Regions from separate parts of the Mus musculus genome. Here regions 2, 3, 4 and 5 are each linked to region 1. Evidence: chromatin contacts called from public HiCAR-type, HiChIP or PLAC-seq and promoter capture Hi-C data. All regions are on one chromosome and are shown on one strand. The core of a region is the stretch at or near the end of the contact, and the rest is flanking DNA. Distances in the headings are between cores, read along the strand shown.

The links. Promoter capture Hi-C pulls out the DNA fragments that hold promoters and counts their contacts. HiCAR-type assays count read pairs that join an accessible place to other places. HiChIP or PLAC-seq counts read pairs in DNA pulled down with a chosen protein or histone mark.
Region 2: a FOXA1 HiChIP or PLAC-seq map of pancreatic cancer cells shows a contact between it and region 1. The contact joins the promoter of Cdkl2 here to the promoter of Parm1 in region 1. A contact is called at or near these places in 21 of 39 promoter capture datasets (the 3T3-L1 cell line, 3T3-L1-derived adipocytes, the HPC-7 cell line and 13 more), 6 of 484 Hi-C or Micro-C datasets (Sertoli cells, embryonic fibroblasts, embryonic stem cells and 2 more), 11 of 115 datasets of contacts at active chromatin or transcription factors (astrocytes, bone marrow-derived macrophages, cardiomyocytes and 6 more) and 2 of 9 other capture datasets (embryonic stem cells and pancreatic islet).
Region 3: a HiCAR-type map of astrocytes shows a contact between it and region 1, with 4 times the contacts expected there. The contact joins the promoter of Uso1 here to the promoter of Parm1 in region 1. A contact is called at or near these places in 11 of 39 promoter capture datasets (the 3T3-L1 cell line, cranial neural crest, frontonasal cranial neural crest and 6 more), 5 of 484 Hi-C or Micro-C datasets (embryonic stem cells, liver, muscle stem cells and 1 more) and 5 of 115 datasets of contacts at active chromatin or transcription factors (astrocytes, embryonic basal ganglia, embryonic limb bud and 2 more).
Region 4: a contact with region 1 is called in a HiCAR-type map of astrocytes, with 5 times the contacts expected there. The contact joins the promoter of G3bp2 here to the promoter of Parm1 in region 1. A contact is called at or near these places in 20 of 39 promoter capture datasets (the 3T3-L1 cell line, 3T3-L1-derived adipocytes, the HPC-7 cell line and 13 more), 4 of 115 datasets of contacts at active chromatin or transcription factors (astrocytes, embryonic midbrain, kidney and 1 more) and 1 of 9 other capture datasets (pancreatic islet).
Region 5: a contact with region 1 is called in a promoter capture Hi-C map of liver, with 2.2 times the contacts expected there. The contact joins the promoter of Cxcl2 here to the promoter of Parm1 in region 1. A contact is called at or near these places in 2 of 39 promoter capture datasets (both in liver) and 1 of 9 other capture datasets (liver).

The regions. Positions count from the first base shown.
Region 1 is chr5:91,515,180-91,519,220 of GRCm38.p6, reverse strand. It overlaps Parm1 (prostate androgen-regulated mucin-like protein 1), which reads right to left and starts at 1,521. Exons shown (of 4, transcript NM_145562.2): 1 at 1,264-1,521. The coding sequence starts at 1,306.
Region 2 is chr5:92,040,375-92,044,402 of GRCm38.p6, reverse strand. Cdkl2 (cyclin-dependent kinase-like 2 (CDC2-related kinase)) reads left to right here and starts at 1,361. Exons shown (of 14, transcript NM_016912.2): 1 at 1,361-1,604.
Region 3 is chr5:92,136,623-92,140,878 of GRCm38.p6, reverse strand. It overlaps Uso1 (USO1 vesicle docking factor), which reads right to left and starts at 2,941. Exons shown (of 24, transcript NM_019490.1): 1 at 2,716-2,941. The coding sequence starts at 2,781. It also overlaps a transcript of G3bp2 not described here and the pseudogene Gm15710.
Region 4 is chr5:92,080,860-92,085,083 of GRCm38.p6, reverse strand. G3bp2 (GTPase activating protein (SH3 domain) binding protein 2) reads left to right here and starts at 1,340. Exons shown (of 11, transcript NM_001080795.2): 1 at 1,340-1,555. Gm46933 reads right to left here. Exons shown (of 2, transcript XM_017321256.1): 2 at 919-2,212. The coding sequence ends at 1,511.
Region 5 is chr5:90,901,431-90,905,189 of GRCm38.p6, reverse strand. Cxcl2 (chemokine (C-X-C motif) ligand 2) reads right to left here and starts at 1,291. Exons shown (of 4, transcript NM_009140.2): 1 at 1,167-1,291; 2 at 951-1,074; 3 at 750-833; 4 at 1. The coding sequence starts at 1,245.

The sequences.
Region 1 (4,041 bases), core at 272-2,771:
GAGGGCTGCGCCACGGAAGCCGAATGTTCCAGAAAGATCCGCAGGCAGGTCTCCAGACCTTGCAGATCCCGGAGCAGAAAGGTTCTCTCAGACATTAGCATGTAGGGAAAACACCATCAGGCTATTGGCTCAGCTGGGAAACTTTCCCATAAACTGTCTTATCCTCTGAGAGCCCCAGGGAAGCTTCTAGCTTCTTTTCAAGGAGTTGTGACTTTCCTTGAGTGGGGGTGGGGAGGCACATTTACAGGAACCCAGGCAATTCAAGAGGGGAAACACACGGACTAAAGCTTGAATCTCCAATCAGCTTGTACTAGGAGGCTTCGGGGCATTCTTGGATAAACAGACCGGACTACTCTCTTGGGTTACTCTCCCCCGCCCACCCTCAGACCCCGAGTATAGTCCCGAATCCATAGTCCTTATTGGGCTACGTTCTTCCTGGACAAAAACCTAGGTACCCAACTCCAGAAGGTGGTGCCTGGTTTCATCTCTGCAGCCCGCGGGTCGGCTTGGCTTGAATGCCCAAGGTCGTGGTTGCAAGTAGTCCCTAGACCCGGGTGAGATAGATAGACAGACCCGGATGGGGCAAAAGGGGGTGTGTATCCTACTTTTACCCAAGTTACTAGTTTCATACAGAGGGCCACAGTTTTGGAAGGCTCTTGGCCACAGTAGACCTGCAATCTTCAAACAATGATCATAAGCTTGACCCTAACCTGGGCCGCTGCCCCTGTGACTTGTTTGTGCCGCATCATCCCTGAGCCTAAGTAAAAGGGACGCCCGGAGTTCCAGAGACCTCTAAGTCCCAGAGCGCTAACCAGTCGGGTTGAGCGCACTCCATGATGAAGCCCTCCTAGCAGCAGCTTTGTCGGACCCCTGCCTGGCCTCTGTATCCCACGTCCGGACAAACCACTGGCAAGAAGTGATGTCTGGGGCTGTAGCAGGTGCTCCCCGGAGACCCCAGCAAAGGAGAAACCACAGAAACCTTTCCTCTCCGTGCGGAATTCTGTGTTCTAAGGCGCCAGCTAGCCGGCCACCTGTTTCACAGAGAACGAATTTGTGGGGGGCCCAGGATGCCACAGCAAAGACCCAGACGTCCCTCCCTTCCAGGACTGCCAAAACCGCACACCTCAAATCTAAGTGCGCACACCCCTGCAGACCTACCACCCTCCAGTGGTGGCTTATTTCTTGGTGTCGCCCCTCTTCCCATCAGCCGGACCCTGTGCTGCCTCCCCCATGCCCCGCTCTTCCTAGGACCGCGCCAAGTACCTGCGGTGAAGATGCAGAGGGCGATGAGCACCTTGCAGACCATATTACTCTGGTGCTCGGTACCGAGCTGGATGCGACTAGAGAAGAGTTTCCTGGGTCTGACCAAGTGCTTCGGGGCACCGGCAGCTCCTCTTCGGACCGGGTGGGCTACGGGAGGAGCGGGGACGCCAGGCGCGACGAGTCCAGGCAGCTTCGGTGTCTGGCGGCGCAAGGCGAAGTGGAGGTGGCGCGGAGAGTCAGCTGTGTGCCCTGCGGCGCCAGGCGCACTTCTGCTCCATCCCAGCTGCCTGAGCCCAGGGCCCGCCTGCGCCGTCGCCAAACCCCTCCCACCCGGCCCTCCTGCGAGGACAGGGCCACCCCCTGGCCTTCTCTCTCCTGGCGCACAGGTCCCAGGAGTCCCGGCCCAGAGCGGCCTCTGCTGGACAGCGGGAGCTAGACTTGAGCTTTTAGTGGATTCAGCCACAGCTCAGGGAGCTTTGCACTGTCCTGGAAGCTAAGGCAAAACAAAGTGTGAGTGGGTCCCTGCCGTTAGGTCGCTTATGAAAACTCCTTACCCTTAGAGAGGCGACCTCGAGGTCACCTCAGAGAATCAACACATTTCTTTCCAAGTATGGGATGAAGACCTTTTCCCTTCATTTCTGCAAACAGCCTTCTGTGTACATTAAACTCTCACCGCACTTCCTGGTGCCTATTCAACTTCCTAGCCAGAAGAAATACCACTATCAGGTGATATATATGATCCCCAGATAACTGAACCAGCCGTCTGATTAGTTACTATGCTAAAGTTCCTTCTACTAACCCAGAGACATAAACCTTACTATTTCCCAGGTAAGAAATCAAAGGCATTAGAAATTAAGGAATGTGTCATGTTCATATAGTTTGTAAGAATTGTTTGTACATCAGGCCTATGAAAACAATGTAATAATAATAATAAAATAAGTTTTATGTAATAATAATTAGTGCTAATAAACAATAATAACAGATAACAATAATTTCTGAGAAATGGCAATAGGCTATGTGTTGGACAATGTACATTCACATACTACCCAAGTCATTTACTTCCCGTAGTATCCTCATACAGGCAAGTATCCTCATTTTCTGGGTAGGAAGTAACTTTAAGTTTAAGTGCTTGCCCAGGCCTTATAGTTAGGGAAGGGTAATCAGATCTTTTTCACCGGGGGCTCCTTCTCCATATTGAATGCCTCCCCAAAGATCAGGGCTTCTCCAAAGTGGAGTCAGACCTGGCCTTTCATTTCATTCTTTTTGCGCCCCCTGCACCTCAGACATTCATAGTCCTCATACGGGCTGCATGCCACATCCTTCAGCTTGGTGCAGTCTGAACCTGGTGGCCCCTGGTCACTAGAGCTGACAGTTGTAAGAGAAAAGGGACCCTTCCTAAGGCATTGGAACATTTGGTGCCCTCAGCAGCTCTGCAGAACTGTTTTCCTGTCGTTTGGTGTGTCGTCTTCCATCTTGTAACAGGACCCGCTCTCTCTCAGCCTGGGTTCATCACTTTAGCAGCAGCCAGGCCAATTCTCAGCCTCACCTCGCCAGCACCACTCCCAGATCTTGGCAGTACTTTCGCAATAGACTACACTGGGCTCATAATTGTCCTTCTTCTCTATACATGTACTGATTCCTGTCGGTATAGGAAGCAAACGATACTGCAAGCAAAAGCTGAACTGCCTCTCCTGCTTCCCTGGTTAGAAGAACTGGCAGACGCAGAGTCTTAAACACATTCCCGGAAGCCTTCTGGCCTCATGTCCTTCCCGTGTCTAGCCAACCTGTGTGATTAGGAAGCTTGTGGACATCTGGGCTTTGCTTGTCACAGAGTCTGCAACCACACATGGATAGAGCTTGGTAGTGACACTCTTTAAGGCTGGTGCTCTTCTTTTTAATTTTTAAAAAAAAAGTTTATTTAATTTTTTTTATTCCCCTCCCAGCCCACCCTCTGACTGTGCCCCATCCCATACCTCCTCCCCATCCCCCTGTCTCCAGGAGGATGTCACCACCTCCCCCTCCCCTCCACCAGATCTCTAAACTCCCTGGGGCCTCCAGTCTCTTGAGAGTTAGGTGCATACAGTCCTCTGCTGTATACATGTTGGGTCCCTCATATCAGCTCATGTATGCTGCCTAGTTGGTGGTCCAGTGTCTGAGAGATCTCAGGGGTCCAGGTTAGTTGAGACTGCTGGTCTTCCTACAGGGTCGCCCTCCTTCTCAACTTCTTCCAGGCTTTCCCTAATTCAACCATAGGGGTCAGCAGCTTCTGTCCATTGGTTGGATGCAAATATCTGCATCTGACTCTTTTAGCTGCTTGGTGCGCCTTTCAGAGGGCACTCATAATAGGTCCCTTTTTGTGAGCACTCCATAGTCTTAGTAGTGCCAGGCCTTGGGACCTCCCCCTGAGCTGGATCCCATTTTAGGCCTGTCAATGGACCTTCTTTTCCTCAGGCTCCTCTCCATTTCCATCCCTGCAGTTCTTTCAGACAGAAACAATTATGGGTCAGAGTTTTGACTGTGGGATAGCAATTCCATTCTTTACTTGATGGCCAGTCTTTCTGTTGGAGGTGGGCTCTACAAGTTCTCTCTCCCCACTGTCAAGCATTTCATCTAAGGTCACTGGTCTCTTTATACAAACTGATTTAAGTTAGTGACTCTGGCAGATCTAAAGGTTTTTGAAGATGACATTACAGAAAAATTTACCCATTTGAAATACAACAAACTTCTCTCTAGTGTGCAAAGCCTGTGCCCTCTAACCTTGCTGTGGTGATGCTTGGC
Region 2 (4,028 bases), core at 112-2,611, 530 kb before region 1:
GGGCTGAGATTAGAGGGCTGTGCCACAACCATCATGCCTTAGTGTATAAATTGTTGGATGTGGGGCCCAGGGCTTTGTGCAGTCCAAGCAAGCATGCCATCACTGAACTACCCTATTTCCCAAAGGAACTTGTACTTCTTGACTACCCTCTAGTTCCTTTACAGTTATTTCCAACTTTTAAATATTTTCTCAAGCAACACCTGTTCACCATTTTTATAGCCTTTGTCCTTTCAGTTCCCATGTATACCACTAATTTTGCTACTCAACTGTTTATTTTTTGTAAAACTGGAAAAAAGTAAAATATGAGGTTCCCACCCTAATAAACCTGTTTGTACATAAAAGTTCACATGAATGTCTAGAGAGATGGCTCAGTGGCCAAGCACACCTGTCACTCTTCCTGAGGACCCACGGCAATCAGAAACCAACTGTAACTCCAGTTCCAGGGGGTCTTGACGCCCTCTTTTACCTCTGTGGGCACCAAGCACGCTCACAGTGCACAGACATACAAGCAGGCAGAACACTCATAAATATTTTTCTATTTAAACCTCATGGGGTTTGTTACAATCTAGAGTAAAGCGATGGGAATTATCTTCAAGTTGGTCACAGCTCATTGCTACATTATAACTCACATCTTGGGTTATCCAAAAACAACCCCCCCCCAAAAAAACAAAACAAAACAAAACAAAACAAAAAAACCAAAAACCCATACCCTGTTTCCAGAGGTGGTTCTCAAAATTGTAGGTTCGGGAACTCGATTTTAAGCAGTTTGGTGAATGATGGTAACTGAGCACCGGGAGATTAATGCAGTACCGAACTAAGAAAAATTATAAAACAATTGCTCTTACACCTTACTATGCAAGAATAACCCCTGGGTGCTGGCTAGGCATATACGTGTCTGTTATCAAGGATACTTTCCTGGATCGAGCTATTAAAAAAAAAAACATATTTAGTTGAGTACAAATTGTGTGGCTATAGGTGAATACAAGTAAAACTATTTGGCCTTACAATCTCAGTCCCTTAATAAGGAGGGATAAAGCATTTCCCGGCTTCTCGTACGACGTCAGCATATGCTTGGTAATGGTCTTCCGATCTTGCCCTGTCGTGGCTAATCTAGTCTTCAAGCTGAAGGCAAGCTTTAAGCTCCAGCTTGCGCCGCTTGCAGTCAGCACCTACCTTTCTTGCTTTCTGGTCCTCTCTGGGCTCCACCCCAAATCTTTCCCTACCAGGCTGGCGTCCCAGGGTCCTTTTTCCTGTCAGGTCTGTCAACAGATCTCATCCCACCAATTTCGGCTAAATAAACTACTAGGCTCTTCCGGTCCACCGCCCGGAACCGAAAGGAAGCGAGGAATCGCGGCTGGGCGGAACCTCCCCGGGTGGGGCCCGCGCCCCGCAGCGCCCCGCCGCGCCGCGGGCGGGCAAGCTGGGAAATCTCATGGTCTCCTCAGTCCCAGCGAACCGTCACCTTGGCTCTCCTCGTGGCCACTGGGGCAACCTGCGGTCCCCTGAGAGCAGAGGTCTCCTGGCGCCGGCAGAAAGGTCCCTACAAACTTAAGACCGTAGGTGTGGGGACGAGGCCGTCAGCTGAGCGAACCTGCGAGCTCCAGGTGAAGGGGCGGGGCGGGGTGGCACAGAGCCAATCACAACGCCTGACGACAGGCCTCAGCCAATCAGGATCAGGGAGGCTCCGCCGTAGGCGGGGCGGGACCAGGCGGGTGAGAGCCGCCCCTTGCAGCTAGGGTGGCCAACGCCTTCGCCTAGGGCTACTTGGCGAGGTGCTGCTTCCCTGAGCTGAGCGACCCGAGGGCTTTCGGCCGGCGGTGCTCTGTTTTCCTCAGTTCGTTTCTCTGCAGCTGTTGTCCTTGACAGGTGCTTGTGTCTTTGCCTGTCGCAGACGCATTCTGACTCGGGCCCTTTCTCTCTCTCTGGAGACTGCCTATGGCTGGGGACCGAGTGAGGTCGTTGCCTTGACGACGGCAGCATGCGGCCCGTAGTCCTCGGAAGTGTGAGCTTGCGGAGGGCAGAAGCCAATCTGCCTCCCTGCCTGCTTCACCTAGGACCGGTAATTGCGTCCGCAGAGGAAATCCCAATACTGGGATTGCTAGTGTGCTAGCTAGTCAGCATCTTTTTAGATCTGCTAGCGAGATGCATATCACCTTAAATTTGTTTCCAAGTTGAAAACCTTTGGCTCTTTCCATGTGAAGGGTTTGGAAGAAATAGTAAGTATAATACTTTGTAAAAACCCAGTTATTTCGTTCTTTTATGTATAAGAAATTTCAGTTTGATTTTAACCAAAGAACATTGGTAGTATTTGAACAGTATGCTTGTATGGCACATATCCTAAATTATTATAGTGCCATCGCACCAGACTTCTTTTTTGTATGCCACGTGCTACCCATAGATTTAAGAGTGAGAAGGCAAGAAACTGATGGGTTATAAGTTACTGAGGAAACAAGGCATATTTTAGGCCATGATATTCTTAAGGTATTTTAGACAGTCCCACTTGAACAAGTAGGTGTGCTCTATGTAGTGTGTCTACATGGTTGGGAAAATAAATTTGGATTAGTTCACTTGTATAATACTAGGTTATAATATGTTTCAGAACCTTTTAGACATGATTAAGGTCATTTTTATTTGGTTCATTTTGCATCTTTAAATATCTAGGATGCCAATTACAATATGTTTAAAAACGATCTAGGCTATAGATTCCAGCTATTTGTATTATTTTCACTAGCCTAAAGCTTACTCCTTTACAATATATACTTAAGGGAAGGTTAAAAACTATGCCAGTTAGAATCACACTGAAGGTTTTTCCAAATGTAAATTTTTTATTATAAAAGTAATTAAAGGTAAAAAGAAGTTAAAATGTGAACTATATGGGAAGTCAGTGCCTATGACACTGTAAATAGTTTTAAGTAGAATCTAATACCCAAAGTGGTAATAAGATAGTGAAGAGTTTTGAATTTGATTTTAATTAGGATTCTTTTCATTCTCTCCATCTTCTCTTTTCTGTGTTGATCTCCATTTACACTGTGCAAATAATGGCTGCTGGATGGTGTACTTCAGTGGTAGAAAGAACACCTGCTTAGCTTATTGGAGGCCCTGGGTTAACACAGACACAGACACACACACACACACACACACACACACACACACACACTTAGGTGTCAAGTGTTGAAAATGTAATATATACTTTGGATTCTCACACACACACACACACACTTAGGTGACAAGTGTTGAAAATGTAATATATACTTTGGATTATCATAATTTTTTAGAATAAAAAGTCAATGTTTTTTGTTTGTTTGGTTGGTTGGTTTTCCCCCTTTTCTATGAATATACTAGAAGCCACTAAAACATCACCACTTTTTCTTGTCTGGGTAAGTTAGCTCTATATATCATATGCGATTAATATTAAGTGGAAAGAAGTGTTTTCCTTCCAAGAGGTTGTGATAAGGTTTTTTTGTTTTGTTTTTGTTTTTGTTTTTTTGGTATGGTCAGGCTCTTAAAAATTCAACTGTGAGTCGTCATTTGAGTATAATCACCTAATATTTATATTTTAAAATATAAATATACCTAAAGTTTAAGTCTTCCCCAGCCCATGTTGAAACCAAATCAGGATCTAGAGCAATATTTTTTTATTCATGGCTGCTGGAATTTAAATTCAAAAGTCAGATTTAAAAAAATTAATTTATGCTGGGCATGATGGACAAATGTGTGTGTGTATAGTGTATGTGTGTGTATGGGTGTGTGTGTGTATGGTTGTGTGTGTGTATGGGTGTGTGTGTGTGTGTGTGTCTAGGATTCAAACCCAGGGACTTCATACCCGTGCTAAGCATATACTCTACCACTAGTCACATTCCCAGCCCCAAATAATGATTTTTTTCTTTATTAAAATATATAATATAAAAAACTGGTTGCTGGATTTTTGTCAATTATTGATAAAATAAGATTCCATTTATGATAGACTTTATTCAGAAAACACTTTATATCCAGATGTGAAAGAATCCTGTATATCTATAAAATTTAAG
Region 3 (4,256 bases), core at 1,692-4,191, 620 kb before region 1:
TGGCAGCAGCGAGTGGACACTTGGTTCAACCAGCCGGCGCGCAAGATCCGCAGGCGCAAGGCCCGGCAGGCGAAAGCGCGTCGCATCGCCCCTCGCCCCGCGTCCGGCCCCATCAGGCCCATCGTGAGGTGCCCTACAGTGAGATACCACACCAAGGTCCGGGCTGGCAGGGGCTTCAGCCTGGAGGAGCTCAGGGTGGCTGGCATCCACAAGAAAGTGGCTCGCACCATCGGCATCTCTGTGGACCCGAGGAGGCGAAACAAGTCCACGGAGTCACTGCAGGCCAACGTGCAGCGCCTGAAGGAGTACCGCTCCAAGCTCATCCTGTTCCCCAGGAAGCCTTCTGCTCCGAAGAAGGGAGACAGTTCTGCTGAAGAACTTAAGCTGGCCACCCAGCTGACAGGACCTGTGATGCCCATCCGGAATGTGTACAAAAAGGAAAAGGCCAGAGTTATCACAGAAGAAGAAAAGAACTTTAAGGCTTTTGCCAGTCTCCGAATGGCCCGTGCCAATGCCCGACTCTTTGGCATCCGAGCAAAAAGGGCGAAGGAAGCTGCAGAGCAAGATGTTGAAAAGAAAAAATAATTCTGTGTTGGAGAGTTGCAATAAATTTTCCATAAAGCAAAAAAAAAAAAAAAAAAAAAAAAAAGAACCTAGGTCGTGGATGATTATATAGTAGATGCTCAAAGCCTTGGCTAGTCAAGCACGTAGGCCAAATCAAATATGGACAATTAAAGCACCTAATAGTACACCATGCACTCCACTGAGGCTCTATAAATCCATGTCAACTAGTGGCCCGTGAGCCCTGCTGGACTTCCCGACAGACTCAGAACTAACTTTGATCATACAGTAACTCAGTGACCTCGGTCCTCAAAAGACAGACTACTGATTCAGTTCTCAGAGCCAGTGAAGTAAAAGGGCATCCCTCTCGTCTCTCTTTACATGTTCACCACGGTGACACTGGGCATCAGTATAAAGTCATGATGTAAAACTATGATACTGATCCATGCACACTGAACCAAGCATCCCAGCTCCAGCTCCGCAGTACCAACTGCACAAGTCACTTTGCTGAGCGGAGAGTGAGGAGGCTTGACCTCTCGCTGCTCCAGGAGCCTCAGCTTCAAATTCCTCTAACGCTGAAGAACGCATCACCTCTTCCACAGAGGTCACTGTGACAAGGCCGAAGGATCATCTCAGCCTAACCTACTAGAGTCAAGTCCATCCTTTCCTGAGCATCTACTAAGGGCTGCACTTTCATGTTTCTCAACTTTAAAGACTCATTACAGCCACAGGAGCCAGCACTTTTTACTTAGAAAGCATTAGCCTTCCCAGATCTGTCCAAGTCAACCAAGCCTGGAAGCCTGGATTCAAATCAAGGTCTCATTTCAAAGCCAGCTCTTAATTTGTGTGTCTCTGACAGACAAACATCAGACAAAACACAGAAAGGTTAAAGAGATGGGCTGTGACTGTGGTGAGCTAAAGTCCCTGGCTTTCCAATAACAGCAGCCTTGTTGCCATGTGGGGAGGAACAAGGGAAGCCAGGTATTGGGGGAAGAGGAGATCTGATTTTCAAAAACAACACATGTGACAGCCTTCAGCTCCGTTGTAACCTGGTGGGAAGTCTGGCTCAGTGGCAGAATGCTTGCCCTCCATGTAATCAGGCCCTGGATTCAGTCCTAGGCCTCCTCCATCTCCCTCAGTACTAACTACATGCGTAAACTACACTAACTACATTAGTACACTACATTCGTTAGTTAACGTAATCCTAACTTAATTAATGTGGGTAATCTTATTTCCAAAAGGGCCAGCTAACAACTGAAACCCGGGATCAGCAATCAAGTCTAAGCTTAGCAGAAAGCTTAGTTTCTTAGTTTCCCCCGTAGTAAATTCTAGCTCCAAGATTCTGGTCAAGTTACTTTAATTCTCTCTTCATTAGTAAAGACTCCATCCTATCTTGCAGGTCCTATTTTATGACCCTTCTGAATCCACAAAACAGAGCTATGACAACTACCCAAAGTTTGTCTTTAAAATGTCACACGCGGTTTTTTTTTTTTTCTGTATATCTAAATTCATTTTTCTCAGGTAAGCCATCCACAGCAGTTTCCAATTGGCTCTGCAAACTTCCCAGGAAGTGTATCCTAAACATAAAATCAAATGCCGGTTTTCCATGTCTTAATAATTAAAAAAGAAAAACATTAACAAATCATGTCACCAATAGAGCAGAAGAGTCCCTAGAGTGGTTAGCGCGCAGATCACTACAGCGTGCAAGAGGAGTAAGTATTGCCCCATGACACATTTGGGTGAACCTGAAAAGTAGGGTCTGAACCACCAACCCTAGGCAAACGCCCATTCTTACAGCTGATGGGGCAGGAACAGGTGGCATTGTGCCCCAAGAATATCGTTTTATTCTTAGCCACAAGCCTTCGCCAACAGCTGGGTCTTAACTTCCTTCCAGCCCCGTAGAGCCGGGTTTCAGCCGGCACCGAGGCTGGCCGGCCGACAGGTTAAAGGGAAGGAGGGAGGGGCCGCGCGGTCCGTCGCCGTGCCGGGTCCCCGAAGCCCTCCTGTCACCACGGCCCGGGCTGCACCGCCGCGTGGGGAGCTCGCGCGTCCGAGCAGGGGGAAGGAAAGAAGGCAGGCGACGGGAGCGGCGTAGACGCCCCGATCTCACCCACCCAGCCCGGCCCCAGCCCGGCCCGGCGACGCTGCGCTCACCGTCTCGGCTTCAGTGTGCTGGGGTCCGGCACTCTGACCCCCCATCACCCCACGGAGGAAATTCATCTTGTCGCTCAGCCGCCGGCTTCACCAGCCCCTCTGCCAAAGAAAACACGACCGCCCCCCGCCCCCCGTAGGGCCTAGCCCCCGAGCCGGCTCTCCGCACTCCCCGGCCTCCGCCACCGCCGCCTCCTACTCAGCAGCCTCTCCGGCCCCCCGAGCCCGGAAACAGCCGCGGACACCAGCCGCGGTGCGCATGCGCGGGGACGTGGCGTTACGTGGCGGCTCGAAGGGCGAAGGCAAAAGGGGAGAGGAGGGAGCCCCGGGCCGCAGGCCACGCCCACCTGCCCGGCCCCACAGGCCACGCCTACCAGCAGGCCTCCCACCACTTGGGCACGCCCCCTCCTCCTCCTTGCGCTGCTTGCTGCTGCTGGCCGCGGTCACCCACGTGGTCGCAGCCCTGCCCAGTCGGCTCCCGAGGCTCTGATTAGACTAGGAGCATCGGCTGGTAGGTGTTTTGTCGCCGAGAGCGGGACGGACTGCAAGCTGTCAAACCTGAGGGTTTATTTTTGTTGAGTCGAAAGTGAAATTTTCCTTTGGCCGGCGTGACAGGTAAGGGGGAGAAGGGTGTCCTGTCCCCTGGAAGATTCGTATGGTTCTTTCGGTTAAGCGGTACGAGCGAGGTGGCCTTTTGATCCTCGCAAATTGCATTTCTACCCAGGGCTTTGTTTGGTGGTAAAGGGGGTGCTAGAGACCCCTCATTCCACTACCACTCGAGGGCGCGTTTCTAAGTTCTTGCTCCTCAGCCCCGCTAAAAAGAATTCCTTGATCTAAACACCAGGTTCTCCGCTCATTTTCAAGTGTGAGAAGTAACCCCCTTCGTTTATCTCTAATAAGAGGTTGGAAATAAATTGTTCCATTGTGTCATTTTGGTAGCATAATGCCCCCCTTTTTAAAATTAATTCTTAATTTCTACGTTTTCAATGGTTTTAGCAAGCAGAATGTCATATTTCCAAATCGCTATACTTGTTCTTTCCAAATGAGGCTGCCAGGTACACATGGTTTTGCAAATTTCTTGACTCTGAAAGGGAGTCTAGTAAACCAACTGACTCATGCCTCTCTTGGTTTCAATTCCCCATAGGTCTCAGATGTGACGATTAAGACCTATGTCTCCCCCAGACTCCCTCTAAAAAGAAATCAGTATGCTTCCACGGTGTGCCCTAGCGTGCTCAGTAGTACCTCTACCCAAATAATCCCCTAGTCTGTAAGGAGGAATCCGAAGACTCCGGCTTTCCTCCTTCACCTGTCCAATGTTGAGTGTATGGTGTGCAGGAATATTTCTCAGATTCTTCCACACTGAGATTACAGCAGTAGGCTCCTAACTAGTTTGTCTACATCCAGCCCTGGCTTCCCACAGTACACCCTTGGGTGAGCCCAAGAGGAAGTATGTCAGTCCTCTTGTTAGAATCCTCCAGTGGTTCCCCGGTTTATATAATGACATCCAAACTCCTTAGTTTGGCAGACACACCTGTTAGGGTTGA
Region 4 (4,224 bases), core at 91-2,590, 570 kb before region 1:
TCTGCTTCCCAGGTGCTGGGATTAGAGGTATGTAGCCCCGAGCCTGGCTGAGATGAGTAATACGAGCGTGTCCTTAGGGTAAACCGTCTCGTAAGTCTCACTTTCCTCATCTGTAAAGTGTGCATTCAAATAGGTAATTACGTAAGTGGGTTTTTGTGAGACATAAGTGACTTTTATAAAATACCAGTAGCGTATCTGGTCTATAAACACTGTACTTAAAAGGTAATCTGCAGAAGTAATGCATTAAGAAAAACCATCTCAGAGTCATTTAATAAATGATGGTCTGCCTATATATTTTGCATATAAAAATTATTAAGCAATCCAAAATAATGCCAGTGTAGATTTTGGAGGCTCAAGTACCAATCAGCATTGCCTTTTGTGAACCTTTTTTTTTTCTTCTTCTAGGAAATCTCTACTGTGAGGGAAAACTGAGGATGTATTTAATCCTGCATTTTGCTTGATTAAAATGTGTTCTATTCCTCTCAATTGCCCTTCCGTTCCTTTCACCGTTTCATAGCTTCATTCCCAGTTTCTTCTGCTATCTTGAAATTGAAAACATTGCTATTAGTGGCAAAGTAACATTTGGTCTACAAAGGCTTTTTTTTCCCCATGAATCAAGGTTCATGAAGCAGTGTTGTTTCCATAACTAAGTCCCAGTGGCATAGATTTATAAGTGGCTTTTTTTTTCTTTTTTAAATTTTAAGCCTTTCAGCCTTTGTTCCAGTAAGTTCCATTTAAGGATGAAGCCACCAAGGCCATACAAAAGCCCCAAGCCCATACAGCCTATGTCATACTTTCCCCATACTCCATAGCTCGGCACCCTTATTTAAAACTAGCTGTTTGACATTGATGAGAAAGACTTTTAAACCTCCATTTCCTAAAACAGGCTAATTAAGCAATACAGGTGAGCTCACTGTGCAGAGTTCAAAACTGCATTTTAATGCTCCGATAACGCAGCAACCAGGACCATTACTAAATTTGCTCCCTCTTATCACGAATAAAGGCTCCAGGAATAACCGTTTGTAAAAGCCACTGGTTAGCGGCGAGCCATCTTTTTTGTTCGCGCCACCTGAGAGGACAGGGAGGCTTCAGCATCACTGCAAGAGAAAGGCAGCTTCCTTGTGACGTCAAATCAGCGGGCTCTCGCCCCGACTTTAGGCCGGTTCCGGTTCCCTGGCTTTCCGGACGCCCGAGCGAGCGAGCGAGCGAGCGCGGCGCCGTTCTGCGCGTGCTCCGCAGTGGGACGCGAGAAGGTTGGGTCTAGCTCTCCAAACTGATGCCTGATTGGCTGGCGCTGTGCTGGGGGGTTCCCTAGCCCTTTCCGCAGGGGTAAAACAATAAGAGGGGGCGGCGGCAAAGGGGGCGGGACGTCCGTGTTCTTGGAGCTCGTTGCAGCTCTAGGCTCTCGGGAAGAGGTGGCTGTGAGGGGCCCCGAGCTCGCGGCTCTCCGGATTCCGAAGCCTCGGGTTGCTTCGAGGGAGGAGAATCTGCTGCGGCCGATCCCGCGACACTACTGACCTCCGCGCGACGTGCCCGCCGCCGCTGTTGGTTGGAGGTGTGTACGGGGGCCGAGAGGGGCGGTCGGTGTGGTGGTCGGCAGGGGACATTTCCCTCCGCTCCGCGGCTCGCGGCAACCGTCCGGTGTGTGCGCTTGGTGTCGGGGTTGGTGCGGCGGAAACATTGTTCTCGCCGGCTGCCTACGCCAGCAAGAGTGCGTGCGTGCGTGCAGAGCCGAGCCTTTCCTGCAAGGTGAGCGGAAGGCTGCGTGGGGAGGAGGATGACCTGCGCGCGTGGTGCAGAGGAGGGCACAGGTGGGGCTGGGGATTGCTAGGATGAAGCAGCCCGGGGGTACCCTGTCCGCCGCCAGCTCCCAGAGCGCGCCAACGGGCGCCAAGCCGCGAAGCGGGGCAGTGGGCTCCTGCAGAGGCGGTTTCAGGGTAGGAAGCCCACCCGCCTGGTTCCTCCGCTCGCCGGCGGCCCTAGTTCCCGGTCGTCGCCCCGCCCGTGGGGGAGGGGAAGGAGGCCGTGTCGGCGGAGGCAGAAGCAACGCAGATGCGAAAGTAGCGGCCTCCGGGCACCATTTCTGTGCCCGGAAACTGAATCCGGGGTTGAAGGTGGCCGCCGCTCCACTTGCCGGGTGCTCGGCGTTTCCCCCCGCCCTCCCCGGATTATCCCGAACGTGTTCGGATACTGGGACTGTAACGTGCGTCTCCTACGTCCTTTTTCTGCAGACAATCTCTCCTGTTACCCAGGAATAAAAAGGACGTTTCAGTGCTTTGGGAATGGGCTTTTCTCCCCCTGCTATTCTTTGGGGTAGGACAAGGGGAGAAGAACGTAAGTTTCCCTAAATGGTGTGGATTTCGTTAGTGGAGTCTGATTGAGGTTTTCCTGCGTCTCTAAGGGCAGATTTATTTAGGTACCCCTGTGGTGCTTTGGGGGGGGGGGGGGGCTGTAGGGTCGTGTTCACAATTTCTACTCCCAAGATATAACTAGTTTTAAACCAAAGCACAAAAAACATTGAGGAGATGCCTTTTGCTTCTTAAAAACAAAACACGTGCAGCAAATCTGAATCAAGGAAAATTGCCCCCTTCTCTCCGGGTGTGATTGTTGTGCAGTTGATTAGCTTAAGGTTTCTGGTTTTTAGATTCTAGACACTATACCTCGCTTGTTCCAAGTACCTAGGCAGGGGAACCATTAGCTGCAGTTTAAAAGGATGCACTAATTCTAAGTGAGGATAGTAATTTCTTGTCCCAATTCCATATTTGGCAGTTATTGTAGCCCTAGGCATGTGAACCAAACTTTGAGTAAACACTTGATTTAGCGAAATTCAGTGATCCCTTTATGGTCTTTAGGTTTGGACCCAGTGTCCCACCACTCTGGAGTTAGAGGCAGGTGGTCTTTTGAGTTCGAGGCCAGCCTGGTCTACATACTTCCACAGGACAGCCAGGGCTACTCAGTGAGATACTGACTCAAAAAAATGGGGGAGGGGGAGTTCGGTCAGTTTGGACCTTAGGACGACTGAATTATATATTGTCCCTTCGTTACCGTTTTCGGACATATGCACTATCTAATCTCAGTGTATGAAAATTGTTTTGTTCTGACAAATTGATTGTGAGAACGGCTTCAAAGTGTGTTTCCCAGTGGCTTGGTTTATTGTGATGGTTTAGGTTATTGAGAATTCAGAATCAAAATATTGGCGGGCATGGATGCACGATTTAATGTCAGCACTCAGGAGGCAGAGGCAGGCAGATCTGTAGACTACAGAGAGTTCTGGGACAGCCAGGGCTACACAGAAGACCTAGACTCAAACAAAGCACACAAAACTAGAATTAGCGATGGGGGAAGCAAGCCTCAGATGGAGTACCGGAATGTTTGCAGAGTGGGTGGCTGTCTGTAGGTAAAGAATTCATTCGATAATTTAGAAGATTAACTTTGGCTAAGAGTCTGAATGACATGTTCAAGGCACCAATTTGCCTTGCTAGTACCCAGACCCAACCACCATTAGCTGATGATGAAGGCAGTTTCTTGTTCAGCCTTGGCCTGTGAACCTAGGGCAAGTTTACTATCTAGACTAAATGTTAACTCAATGACCTGAGTAGCCGGATTAGTAGGTGAGTTCTGGTTTTGAAGAAATTGTTGGCATTGTTTGTAGCAGGGCAGTGTGGGCAGCTCTAGCTTGTATTAGAGATTAAAATACCAAAATTTTCAGTATCAGCTACTGGAAATTTACAGATACTCATAGAGTGCCCTTAGATTCTTGACAGCAGTTTTTCCTTTGTTGCAGAATTGTCATTACACATTATGAATATTAGAAGTTATTTTCTAAACTGCCTTAATTTGTCCTGCTTTTCTGTTGAGTGGACATGAGGATGATGAATGACATCTTTGAACGTTTTACACTGAAGCACAAGTTGGATTGCTTGTGAACAGAAAGAGGGTGGAACAGAGTTGAGAGTTTGGACCTGGTTACTACACTGGCAGATGTGTGTTTGATAGCTGATAAAGTAAACCTGTGTGTTTTCCCCAAACTCTTAGCAAAAAATTGGGTTTTTTTGTGCCTTGGTTTATTTTAATCATCTCTGGATTATCTATCCAAAAATTGTTACTGTGCTAACATTGGGGATATTTCTTGCTGGATTGCATGTTGCTGTCCTGTTATTTTCTCCCTCCCACCCCCAAAGCAGGCTTGTCTTTTTTTTTTTTTTTTAATTGTGTTTATTTGGT
Region 5 (3,759 bases), core at 42-2,541, 610 kb after region 1:
TCTGTGATGAGAAAATGGTTGCTGTTAGTGGGTATCTTAAAGGCGGGTTGCAGAGCCCCCTTCTTTTGACTTCATCCTGGACCTTGGTTTACTCTCCAAACGAAACCATCTCTAGCCTCCACAAGGGACCTGCTACCTATTGCTGGACTTTCCAGCAATAAACACTCTGGGCGCTTTGAAACTAGAATAGTAGAGCTGGCGTTACAATTGTACCAGCTTGAACCTTTCCAAATGATGTTAAGAGTAAAAATGTCAAGGCATGACTTCGCGTACGTTGTAAACAAGAACAATACCTATTGCTTTTTCACTGAACTCAGTCAGGATAAGAGCGAGAGCCTACACCTGAATTTCAAGCCTCTCACTGGAAACCCCAGCTCTTCTTCATCGGGAAGCCTTAGAGGCTCACCTTGACCAAAACCAAGAGTTAGACTTTACAGCCCACAGACATGGAAAGGGCAGGGGTAAAGTATTGAATCTTAATAGATAACAGGCTTTACACCAGCGCTAGTTGGTTCTATCTACTTAATTCTTAGGGACACACAGCGACCATCCATTAAGGAAGGACTTTTACGTGTGTAGATGAAAGGAGCTAGTCGTACCCTTCTATCAATTCAAACTGATGCTCACAGGACAAAGTTAACAATGAAAATAATAATTCAGGTTCCTGAACTGAAGTTAACCTTGATTTTCCCTGCTATAATTTTCAGAAATCGGGTGCCAGTCAGGTGTAAGCACAAATCGCGACTCACTTGTTCAGTATCTTTTGGATGATTTTCTGAACCAGGGGGGCTTCAGGGTCAAGGCAAACTTTTTGACCGCCCTTGAGAGTGGCTCTGCAGAGAGATGTGGGGATCATTATAAGGCACGAGGTTTCTTTAGGGTGAGCATGGGGCGGCAGGAGGGTCTGGGCAACTCTGGCCATGGCAGAGGCTATCCAGGGAGACACTCACATGACTTCTGTCTGGGCGCAGTGGGGTCCTGGGGGCGTCACACTCAAGCTCTGGATGTTCTTGAAGTCAACCCTTGGCAGGGTCTTCAGGCATTGACAGCGCAGTTCACTGGCCACAACAGCCCCTGTAGGAGAAGACACTGGGTCAGAAGGGCTGGGGATGGCTGCGCCCACCTGAGGCTTCCCCAGAAACATCAGCCTCGAATCCGAATCCCACCTGTAGCCTGGTGGTTGGTGGCCAGCAGCAGCAGCAGGACCAGTGCAGCACTGAGGAGCCGGCAGGTGGGAGGGGCCATGGCGCTAGGCTGAAGTGTGGCTGGAGTCTGGAGTGCCCGAGGAAGCTTGTTGGAGGCACTGAGGCGCAGTCTGGGGCTCTGAGGTCCCGAGAGCTCCTTTTATGCACGATGTCTGGAAAAGCCCGGGGACCAGGGAAATTCCCTGAGCTCAGGGTCCCCTCATCAGGAAGCACAGAGCCCCGCCCCTAAGCTGAGTGGGTTGGGGACACGCGCGCGTGAGCTGCCTGCCTCATTCTACTGCCCTGCCCTTCCACTATGGGACCCTGGGATGTCCTTCCCCAAATCCTCAAAAGGAAGGAAGTGATGTCTGCGCTGAAGTGACCACCTGCTAGAGGACAGTGGTTACTGAGCTATGTCATCAGTGGAGACCTAACAGTTTGGGGAACTTTAGTCATTAGGACTGAAGAAATTAAGGTGTGTGTGTGTTCAAGCGTGAACGCGCGGGGGATGGGGGATTGCTTCTCTATTAGTTACATACTCATAGATAGTACTAGATGAAGATTTATTTACGTCTGCGTAAGTACACCGTTGAAATTTAGTCATCTCAGGCTGTACACAAGAGTGCATTGTTCCTGCGGTGTACTGAGCACGAGTAAATCACATTTTGTGTCATATCCTTCTACCCGACTTGGGGCCGTGGGGGGGGGGGGGGGAGATGTGTCAAAAGCTTAATTCATGTTTAACCTAGGACAAAGTGTTGTAATCTCATATAACTTCCTCTGTGAAATTCTGGAACTTCCGAGGCTCTTCCAGTGTGCTGGTGAGCACCACATCAGCTGTAAGAGATTTTCATGAATTCAAGAAACAGAGACTTGGTGGTCTCTCGGCGGTCTCCAGCTGCAGGAGGCAAGGGCTCTCCTGGGGACAGTCTACTCGCCAGTCAGTGCTGACACCTAGAGGAGGTAGCGCCCTTCACATGTCCGCTTCACAACAAACGTGTACCTGTATCTGTGAAATATTTAGATGCCAGATTTCAATCTCTCTCTCTCTCTCTCTCTCTCTCTCTCTCTCTCTCTCTCTCTCTCTCTCTCTCTCTCTCTCCCTTTGTTATCGAGGCAAATCTAGCCCCCCCCACACACACACTGTATACATCCATTCTTGTCCCAGTGATTTGATTTCTCCACTAGAGGATCATATTGAGCTTTCACTGATTGTGACAAACTATTGTAGCCCTCAGTTCTAGCCTTTGTCTTTCACTAGCTCATTTTTCTCACCCTGGGTTTTATTTCTTGGTCATCTAGAACACAAGTTGTAGATAGTTGTGGGTCTGAGTGCAGCTCTCTGAGAGCCATGTGGTCGTTTTACAGAGAAGCGTGTGAGAGGCAGGAGGATATTCAAAGCTGCCAGAGAGGAAATGCTGTGCCACTAGATACTGGGACATAGACACCCACCTGTGACCAATGTGCTAGCTTCTTATCTTTGAAATGCACCCAAATAACTGTCTCAAAATGTTCAGATGAATAAATGTTAATGTTTCTAAAAACTCACTGTATAAATGCTAAGGTAAAAAAAAAAAAACACAAAAACAAAATTTGTTTTTGCCTCCATATTACTAAAACAAGACTCACCTAAGAGTTAAAGCCACACACTCACACACACAAACACAAATAATTCTTGAAAAGCAAAACAATTTCCTATTCGTTTTTGCCCCCCACCCCCACCCCTTAGGAGATAATTTGGAGCAGGGATTGATGGCAAACACATTTAACCCTAGCCCTCGGCAGATAGAGGCGCCCAGATCTCTGTGAGCTCCAGGCGATGGGGGCTGTATAACGAAACTCTGTCTCAGGGGGAAAAAAGAATTTAGATGAGTCTCTTACCTAATTTAATTGGTTTATCAACTAAAACTACAAAATCTGAATGAACATACTCATCTCAATTACTAGTAAAATTTATAAAGAATTAGATGTTTCCTGAGATAAGTGATTCTTAGGTTTAGGAGAATTGTGGGGTTTTATTTATTTATTTATTTATTTATTTAATGTTTGTATCTCATGGCTCAACTTTGGCTTTCCTAATGTTTAAAATCGGTGAAGTGGCAGAACATCTGGGTGTTGTACTCCCAGTAAGACTTTACATTTGTAGAATGAACGTGGTGTATTTAACACATATGTATGCTTTGTCCTCCCCCCCCCCCCCGCCCTCCCAAATTAATATACATCCTCTTCAGAACTGAAGCCGGTGGAAATTGGAGCTTCTAAGAGGCATTTTATTCATGGACATTTTATTCATGGGTTTTAACTGCCTAGATAAGGCTCACAGACTTCTGTGGATTTAATGTGACCACTTTATCAGGTTTTTAACTGAAATATTTGCCTTCAGTATTATCAGGATGCTGGTCAGCCCATTAGTATCTTTATGATAGTAGAAAACAGAAACTATCTGCTGTAGGGATTTCCAGGTGCAATCTGATATGTTGACATAAGGAAATACTCAGAGAGAATAGAATAAAGTACCGGGTTCCTACAGCAGTCTCTGAAGCATACAATGTTTCAAAAAGTAATTACTAAATAT